Linked DNA regions of Mus musculus: region 2 is linked to region 1. A link is a contact called in public HiChIP or PLAC-seq data. All regions are on one chromosome and are shown on one strand. Each heading gives the region's core, a stretch centred on a gene start, on an enhancer-like site or on the middle of the called end of the contact. The rest is flanking DNA. Distances are from core to core; before and after follow the strand shown. Region 1 has its middle 250 kb from the start of Gm52008. Region 2 has its middle 73 kb from the start of Gm52008.

Region 1 (4,151 bases), core at 439-2,938:
AATTGCACAGGAAGAGAATTATTTCCCCCCCACAGGGTATATGCTTCCCTCGCAGAGAAGCACGTCAGCTTCCTTGGCAAACGTGCAGGTTCTTAGTAGTCATGCGCAGCACTAATGGATTTACAATTGCAGATCAGTCCTGAACAGGAGCTGGTGATGTTTCAGACTGTGTTGATGATGTCTCTCGTGTGCCTGAACACTCATGCGAGCATTGCTCTCTTCTCCCAGCACAATTAGCGGCAAGCAGACCGCCCATTGTTCATATTAGTGGCAGCTCTGTGATATGGGGGAGAAGTGGCTCACGGGCCGCATCCCTGTCTTTCTAGCCTTAAAGAGCTTGTGCCTGCTGCTGTACACCAGATGAAGCTCTGATCAAGGGCTGGCTGTCTCCACTCAGGACCTTAAGGAAATGTGACACGGGCTCACACTGTGCCCTTGCTAGCTCCAGACCTTCAGTCAGCACCTGTTGCCAATTCCCGACTCCACATTTCTGTGTCAGTGCTGTGGCGCTCCTGACATAGCCGCTGTGGTTCACCTCCATTCCAGCCACCTCACCTTTCCTGTTTCAGATGCAGGTTTGGATTTCCGTAGAACTTTGCCCAGCTCACGCTAAAAAGCCTGGACCTGCGCAGAATTGAAACCAAGCTCTCTACTTGTTCACTGGGTGACCTTGACCAAATTTCTATGCCTGAGTTTTCTCATCGGTGCCAGGGGGTTTCCCTGTTAGGGGCTGAGTTGGGACTGATGCATTCATATGTTAAATCCCTAATGTCTAAAACCCAGCGTGTACAGGCCAGGGTTCTAAAGTGGTGATCGTGTAAACTGCCTTTAGTAGGGTGCACCCTAGTCCTGGGGACTGCTGCTCTGATAAAAGGGGGAAAATATGGACTTGGATAAACAAAAAGGGAAGAGTTGACTAACAACACATGGGAAAGAGCATCAGCAGGCTAAGGAGGGAGGGAGGACTGCAGAAGGAGTCAACCTGCTGACATGCCGACCACCTCGGCCTTCTAAACTGTGAGGCACTAAGGTCTTGTTGCCCATGCCGCCGCACTATGGTGGGCCTACTAAACTAACACTACTCTCAGCCTTCCAGAAGACTGTCCTAAATGATTGAACTGTCACTCTCCATGGTAGTCAGCACACACTATACTCCATTGTGAGACACAACTGCCACAGGCCAGCACGTGCCACAGGCCCAACTTGTGGAACGTGCCTCTTTGGCGCAAGGCTTATTTTGAGCTGGTTTTGTTTGGTTTTGCTTTCTATTTTCTGTTTTTAAGAAATTGTACATACATACAGGGGTCACTTCGAAAATTTCCATGGGAGACATTTACATCTGCGAGTGATTTACTGTGAGTGGGGGCAGTGTGTGTGTGTGTGTGTGTGTGTGTGTGTGTGTGTGTGACCTTTATACCATCGAGAGCAACCCTGAATGACCAGAGATGCTTACCACAGAAGTCTGTTCTACTTAAATCTATAGTACAAAATGTACCCTGGTTTCTTGGTATTTTCCCTGGTTGGTTTATCTCAACTGGACTTACTTCGAGCCCACCCTGCTTTCATTCTTCTCAGGCTTAGAGAAGAGAGTGTTAAAGCCTCAGGTCTAAGATAACACACCGAGATCTCTCCGGAGATCAGCTCTTCTCTGAGCTGTCTCACATCTGTACAGGAAGTAGACCGAGCTGGCATTAAACTTGTGTTTGTTTTTCTCTTTGTTAGCCTGCCTCCAGCGACAAAGGTCTGTCCCCGCTAAGAATGGAGTAGACAGAAACATCACACATCCTTTCTCCCCTACCACATATAACTGATACGCGTGCCCAGGACACCTTTGACTGTGTGACATAGGAGAATCCTTCCCGGGTTTGCCTGGTAGGAAATATGAGCGAGCAAAGCCACCTTTCTGTTTAAATCCAACCAGAGGTGGCATGTTCTTAGAAACTCAAGTTTCCACCATCATGCAGGTGCTGTTGTAAGGATTTATTAGTCTAAACTATACCGATACCCTGTCTCTCTTCTGTGGGAAGTTGAACACCTCTTACGTGCCCTTGACTTTGCTAAAGCCAATGGAAACCAATACTTAATTAATCCTCAGTTTGAAGTTCCTTGGCCCGTGTTGGTTACCATCGAGGGACACTCCCTTGGCTACTAAAGAAACCTCCATATGGTGGTGGTCCAGCTGGCAACCATGAACTGAAATCCATTGTACTGTCTATGCTTAGGATAACAATTTTGGTGGAATTTTGGATTTATATAGCAGACCCCACAAGGTTTGTCTAGAATAGATAGAAAAGTTCAGCTTTAACTAGGTCAATATTTTCCTTACTTTGTGTTCAGCCTGTGGTCTAACAACTAACAGGTCCTCTTTGCAGCCTTGCCAGGAATTAATCTAAATTTATATTTTCCAAAAGATACTACTTGAAAGAGAATGACTTTGAATATCTACATTTGTGTATTTATTTTATGTGTATGTGTGTTCACCTAGATATATGTGCCCTATGGGCATGAAGCAACCTATAGAGGTCAGAAGGGAGTGTTGGATTCCCTAACCTTCTCAAAACGGAAGTTTCTTCTTCTACACCCAGAAACTCATTTTCTTCCCTGTGGCAAACTTAGTGGATCGAAGGACACTATGACAATGGTAAAGATCGAGTGACTGGCAGTGACCTGAGCTTTTAGGTAGATCCTGTCGTGCAGCCTGAGGGGTAAGCACAGATCATCACCTGCTTGTCACCCCCATCCCCACCCCCATTGAATGGCTTGTTCTGGAACGAAGTACTGTCGCCTGTTTCTGTGTGCAGACGAGTGTTCAACATTGCAATGTTTCTCACGAGTGACAAGGACACATGTCTGTGCAAAGAAATTAATGTTCTTGTCACAGCCGACTCCTCTGACATGAACAAGTGGTTCCCATGCCCGTGAGAGCAGAGGTGGCAGATCACAGGGTGGGGGGGGGGGGAAGGGGGCACCCTTAACAGAGGGACCAGGATGTCTCAGCTCCACGCTGCACATGAGGAGAATACAGGCTCTTGCTCTACCCTGACCAGGAAGCAGGGAGAGTCCCTTGCAAAGGATGCTTTTGATCCAAGACAAACAACACAGTCAAAGGCATGCTCCCATCCCCAGACAAGGTAGCTGCTCTGACAAGCATTGCCTGATGGATGAGCTGAGCTCAAAAAGCTTTGTTAGGATCTGTGAATACCTCATGCCTCATGCTGCGCATAGGCTAAGCAAGCAGACCAAGTCACAGCTGCTGTTCACTGTCCACACCACCTCCCTCCCTCTCTCTCTCTCTCTCTCTCTCTCTCTCTGATGTGTGTACGTATGTATGTATGTATGTATGTGTATATGTGTGTGTATGTATGTATGAGTATGCATATGTGTGTATGTCTCTCTGTGTGTATCTCTGTATGTATGTCTGTGTGTGTGTTTGTGTATGTCTGTGTGTGTATGTCTCTGTGTGTGTGCATATATGTATATGTCTCTCTGTGTGTGTATCTCTGTATGTCTCTCTGTGTGTTTGTGTATGTCTGTGTGTATGTCTATCTTTCTCTGTGTGTCTGAATCTCTCTCTCTCTCTCTCTCTCTCTCTCTCTCTCTCTCTCTCTCTCTGTGTGTGTGTGTGTGTGTGTGTGTGTGTGTGTGTGTGTGTACAAATTTAAGCATTGCTCCTCAGTAGTCATCCACCTTGTTTTCTTGAGACACTGTCTCTTTCTAAGACCTAAGATTTTCCAATCAGGTTAGGCTCTCTGTCCAAGTAGCCACAAAGATCTGCCTTTCTATACCTCCCCAGGATTTGGGTTGTGCGTGCTTAGTACCATGTCTGTCTAACCTTAACCTTAACCCTAACCCTAACCCTAACCCTAACCCTAACCCTAACGTCGACCCTAACGCCAACCCTAATACCATCCCTAAGCCTGAGTATCAAAGTCAAGTCTCTCATGCTTATAAGGCAAGTTGTTATCCACTGATCATCTCCCAGGCCCATCTCACTTCCTTTGCTGATATCCCTCACTGTACCCCTCACCCATCCTGGAGGCCTCAGTCTGTGAAAGGCAGAGCAGATCTTATGGAAGGAATTTCTTCTTGCCAGGTTGTGACCTCACACTTTACTACATTGGACCCTATCTGTGCCATGGGGGCTAGTGTGC
Region 2 (4,074 bases), core at 517-3,016, 180 kb before region 1:
GTCCTGTGATGTGTCCCTGGGTACCACCCCACAGATACCAGCACTCCTTTGATTGATGGCCTCTAGGAGACCGGGAATAATCCCTGAGCATCTCTGGTGTCTGGGCTGCCTTTTGTTTCACAGAGAAAGCCAATCTATGTGGCCTGGGAAGGTGTCAACCCCAGATACTCCATTTTACCCATCCTGACTACGGCCTTGGGCGAGCCTCATAGTTCATCGCACTTCTCCATTTACAAAGGGTAAACTGAAGCTTGCCTTTGATAAAAACCTACAGAGCCAGAGAATGTCTGTAGGTCCAGAGCTCCAGTAGCACAGGCTGGGCCTTGCACAGTCTTGGCCTTCCAGACTGAAGTTCCCTACCGGGCTGAGGATGTCTCAAGAATTACATAGCTGCCCCACCGTAGAAGGAAGAGGTGGGGGCAGGCTGTGTGAAGGGCACCAGAATGAAACTTGAAAGGAGACCGAACAGAAACTCGAAACAAGGTGAGCTGGCTGCTGCGTCCTGGCCTGGAGGAAGCCGTGGGCCGCAAGCTTGAGACCTAGGGCTAGAGGCCTGGCCAGCACCTTTGATGGGGCCAGCCATGGGCCTGGCTCAGCAGTTCCTCCCCACTCACCTCGGAACCAACGAAGCGCGGGTTGGATTTCGTGAGAAGTGTGTGAACACCCAGCTCAAAGTGAAAGAGCAGGCCGAGAGATTCACACAGCCTGAAACCAAACCGGGAAACAAAGGCACAGACTATGTATGCCCGCCAGCTCTCCCACCCGCTTGCCCTGCCTGCTATCCACGACCACCCTCCAGCTAACCTTGAATCTAGATGTCCCGAAAGGCAGGATGGGGCACTGCAAGCAACACTGGGTTCCTAGAACTGGCTAGAATTCTAGATCTATCTTTTCGTGCCTTACATCTTGGGATTAGTGGTAGTACATCTCTGAGCTTCTTGATGAGGCTGCTAATCGCAATGTCAGTGTGTGAGAAAATGGCTGTCCCCTCTATGTTCCCAAGCATCCTTTAACTCTCCTCAGGGTCAATTTTAACCCTTCGTCTGACAATAACATTGAAACGTCTGTCTCTTCATTTCTTTCACTTTGCCTTTTTTTTTTTTTCCGGAAACAGAATTTCTCTAGGTAATTCAAATTTGCATTGAATTTACAATCCTGTCTTCCCGGCACCAGGGCTGTGTGATAGGCAAGTCTGGCCACGCACAGTTTGGTACCTTCAATTTTCCAAAAGCTCTGTTGAGATATTTCACAGGTTCTAAGACTCACTATTGCCAAGTATGCTCACTTCGGGTTTTAGGGAGGAAAGCAGATGCAGGAAGAGGCAGAGATCCTATGCTGGGCCTCAGGGATGAAGAACCATCTCTGGGGTCACACCCCTCCGTTACAGGCACATAGCTCACCAGTGTGTGTGTGTGTGTGTGTGTGTGTGTGTGTGTGTGTGTGTGTGTAAATCAGCAAAACTTTAATATTTCCCAAAGCTCACGGAGGGAAACCTTCAGCTTTCCCTTGCCCTAAGCATTTGCAATGAAACCCCTGACTCCGTTTCCCAGGACGCAGGCGACCTCCAAGGATGCCACCCACTTGTCACTTCTGCTTTTTGCTTTGTTTTTGGCCGCTTCATATGTGCAGACAATATGTTGTGATTGTATTTGCCCCATCACCCTCTCAAAGCCGCCCACCCCCTTTCCCTCTCAACCCCTCCCTGGAGGCTACACCATTAGACAAATGAGAGCCTCTCTTATAGCACCAATCAGCAGCCTTCGGCTTCTCAGGAAGGGGCGGGGCTCCAACACTGTGCTAAGTCGAAGGACCCAACCTGTGCAGGGGTCCTTAGCTGCTGCGCACACATGGTGCAAAGATTACACTGTATCCAAACAGCCGCATTTTCTCACAACGCTCTTCTCTGTCCTCCTGCTCTTTCCCTTCTGTGCCATTTTCTGGGCTTTGAGGTAAGAAGCGGCTTCAGGTAAATGAGCGACGCGTGTTCCAATCCTTGGAGCCTCTCTCTGCCTTGCCCAGCTTGACTACGTTCTCTTTCACGGGTCTCATCCCTCTCCCCACGTGTCTGACTCCTTCCTTTGCTCCTGGACCCCAATGAAACCTAGCCGCCTCAGAGTCCCTCGGGCTGCGAGCTGTGAGCGATTTGGTGATCTCTAGCCCCTCTCAAAGCGCCCAACTCCCCCTGAATCTTCAGAAGGATTTCTGCCTTCATGTTCCCTCCACCAATCCCCTCAGCAGAATATGAACCCCAGGAATGAGATGAACCGGGTCCTTCTTCCCCCTCTGCCTGAGAGAGAGGGGCCCTGAGAGTTTGTACGATGGAGATGATGCATAGTCTCTTCTCGGTTCTGAGTCCTTTATCCCACGTTCCCTGGTGATGTACCCCAAATACCTCTGAGCTTCTCTCCGCTTCCCTGAAAGCTGGGGAGGCACCTTGCTTGGGACAGTACACATGGTCATCAGGTACTGACAGCTGGTTGCCTGTCAGTTGAAAAATCATCCATCTGCCTTCCTCTTCCCTTTTCAGGACACTGAGAGATGGTCTGAGATGTAAAATTAGCCCTGTAACAAGAGATGAGTCTTCCTAAAAGTCAGATGATCATGCCAGAACCCTTTGACTGGGGACCAATGGAAACGGTCCATGACCCCAGTGTAGCCTGTGGGCCCTTGTCACTGTGGCAACAGTAGGGGAAAATATCATTCAGGTCTTATTGTTAGTCTCCTTGCAAATTGTCTGAACAACTTTTTATATTGTCTTAGAAACGTGCAGTGCTGTGTGCTTGTGTTCTTTGTTCTTGACTCTTTCCTTTTTAGCACTCAAAGGAAGCCTACTCGAAACAAACTGAGGGCAATCTGCCAGTTTCTCTAACCCTGAAAGAAGAGAGACAGAAAACACACACACACACACACACACACACACACAGAGAGAGAGAGAGAGAGAGAGAGAGTCAGGCAGGCAGGCATGGTTAAAAGGCAGGCAGCCGCTTTCCCCAGTCCTATCTCTGTGCATCAGAGATGCAGGTGAGGAACCAGGGCTGTAGATAGATGTTCATGGTCCCTCTGGATCTGTAGAAGTCATTGAGAAACAAGCCTGGGGTCAGCTGCAAAGATGAGAGCATGGCTCTGGGCGGGCTCCATCCTCAGGACCAAGCTGCACCAAGTACAGGAAGCTGGTTCTGAAATCAGTGGTCTCGTCTCCTCGAGGATGAGCTGGGAACTCCCTCTCTTCTGAGCATGCCTGGTTGGTCACAGTTGGCAACAGCATGGAAATGTCAAAAGAGCCCTGTTTGGAATTGTGACTACTTTGGTTTGATTATAGCCTTGCCCCTTGCTCAGGACTGGAGGCTAGCTCAGCGTGTCAGTCTCTTTTTTCTTAAGCTATGGCATATCACATCTACACTTTGGTGAGTGAATCCAGGCTGAGCCATGAAAGGGTCCACCATGCTCATCTCAGACCAGGTCGCTGATAGATGGAAGGCAGCGTGACTGTCTCGACATTTGCTCTCATCTGTGGCCGTGGCCGTGCACAGCATGCTCATTGAGTGCCCTGTGTGTTTGATGTGAGCTCAGAGGCCTGAGACCAACCATGATTCCCGAAGCAGATGTTATTCATTTTCTGAATACATCAGTCTCACTATCACCCAGCACTGTTCAGCATACAGCCTGCCTCCCGCTCTCTGGGAGATAACTCTTTTGAAGCACTAGGAGAGACCGTTATTTAGGAGAGCTGGGGGACCATTTGCCTGTGAGAACACAATGGCAGCCATTATAAAAGCAGAAACAGAGGGTCAGTTCAAGCAGAATTGAGTAGACCAAGATGCCAGCCTATGACCTATGCATGACAAGGCATAGATTAGGTGGTGTGGGAACCAGAATCAGGACGGTGTCCAAGCAGAAGAACACATTCCCAGAGGTATTGGTGACCCTGTCCTGCAACACCTGTACTTCAGCAGACTGAGGCTCCACATTTCCAGAAATAAATTCTTTATCAAAGACAGTGTGCATCATGGGCCTGTTTACTCCAAGCAGAGTATAACTTGACTCAGCTTAGGAAATGTTTGCGGGACAGATGCC

Evidence for each region. HiChIP or PLAC-seq counts read pairs in DNA pulled down with a chosen protein or histone mark.
Region 2: a contact with region 1 is called in an H3K27ac HiChIP or PLAC-seq map of double positive thymocytes, with 3 times the contacts expected there. The contact joins two enhancer-like sites. A contact is called at or near these places in 1 of 484 Hi-C or Micro-C datasets (nephron progenitors) and 4 of 115 datasets of contacts at active chromatin or transcription factors (the SCID.adh cell line, double positive thymocytes, memory CD8 T cells and 1 more).

The regions. Positions count from the first base shown.
Region 1 is chr12:107,360,598-107,364,748 of GRCm38.p6, forward strand. No RefSeq gene overlaps it. Among named protein-coding and RNA genes, the nearest start is that of Gm52008, 250 kb to the left of the region's middle. Within about 2 kb of position 1,689, at least 33 of the 459 cell types and tissues checked have an H3K27ac peak or open chromatin away from gene starts, as enhancers often do. A contact at or near this core is called in the SCID.adh cell line, double positive thymocytes, memory CD8 T cells and 1 more, where this site is marked.
Region 2 is chr12:107,181,730-107,185,803 of GRCm38.p6, forward strand. No RefSeq gene overlaps it. Among named protein-coding and RNA genes, the nearest start is that of Gm52008, 73 kb to the left of the region's middle. Within about 2 kb of position 1,767, at least 39 of the 459 cell types and tissues checked have an H3K27ac peak or open chromatin away from gene starts, as enhancers often do. A contact at or near this core is called in the SCID.adh cell line, double positive thymocytes, memory CD8 T cells and 1 more, where this site is marked.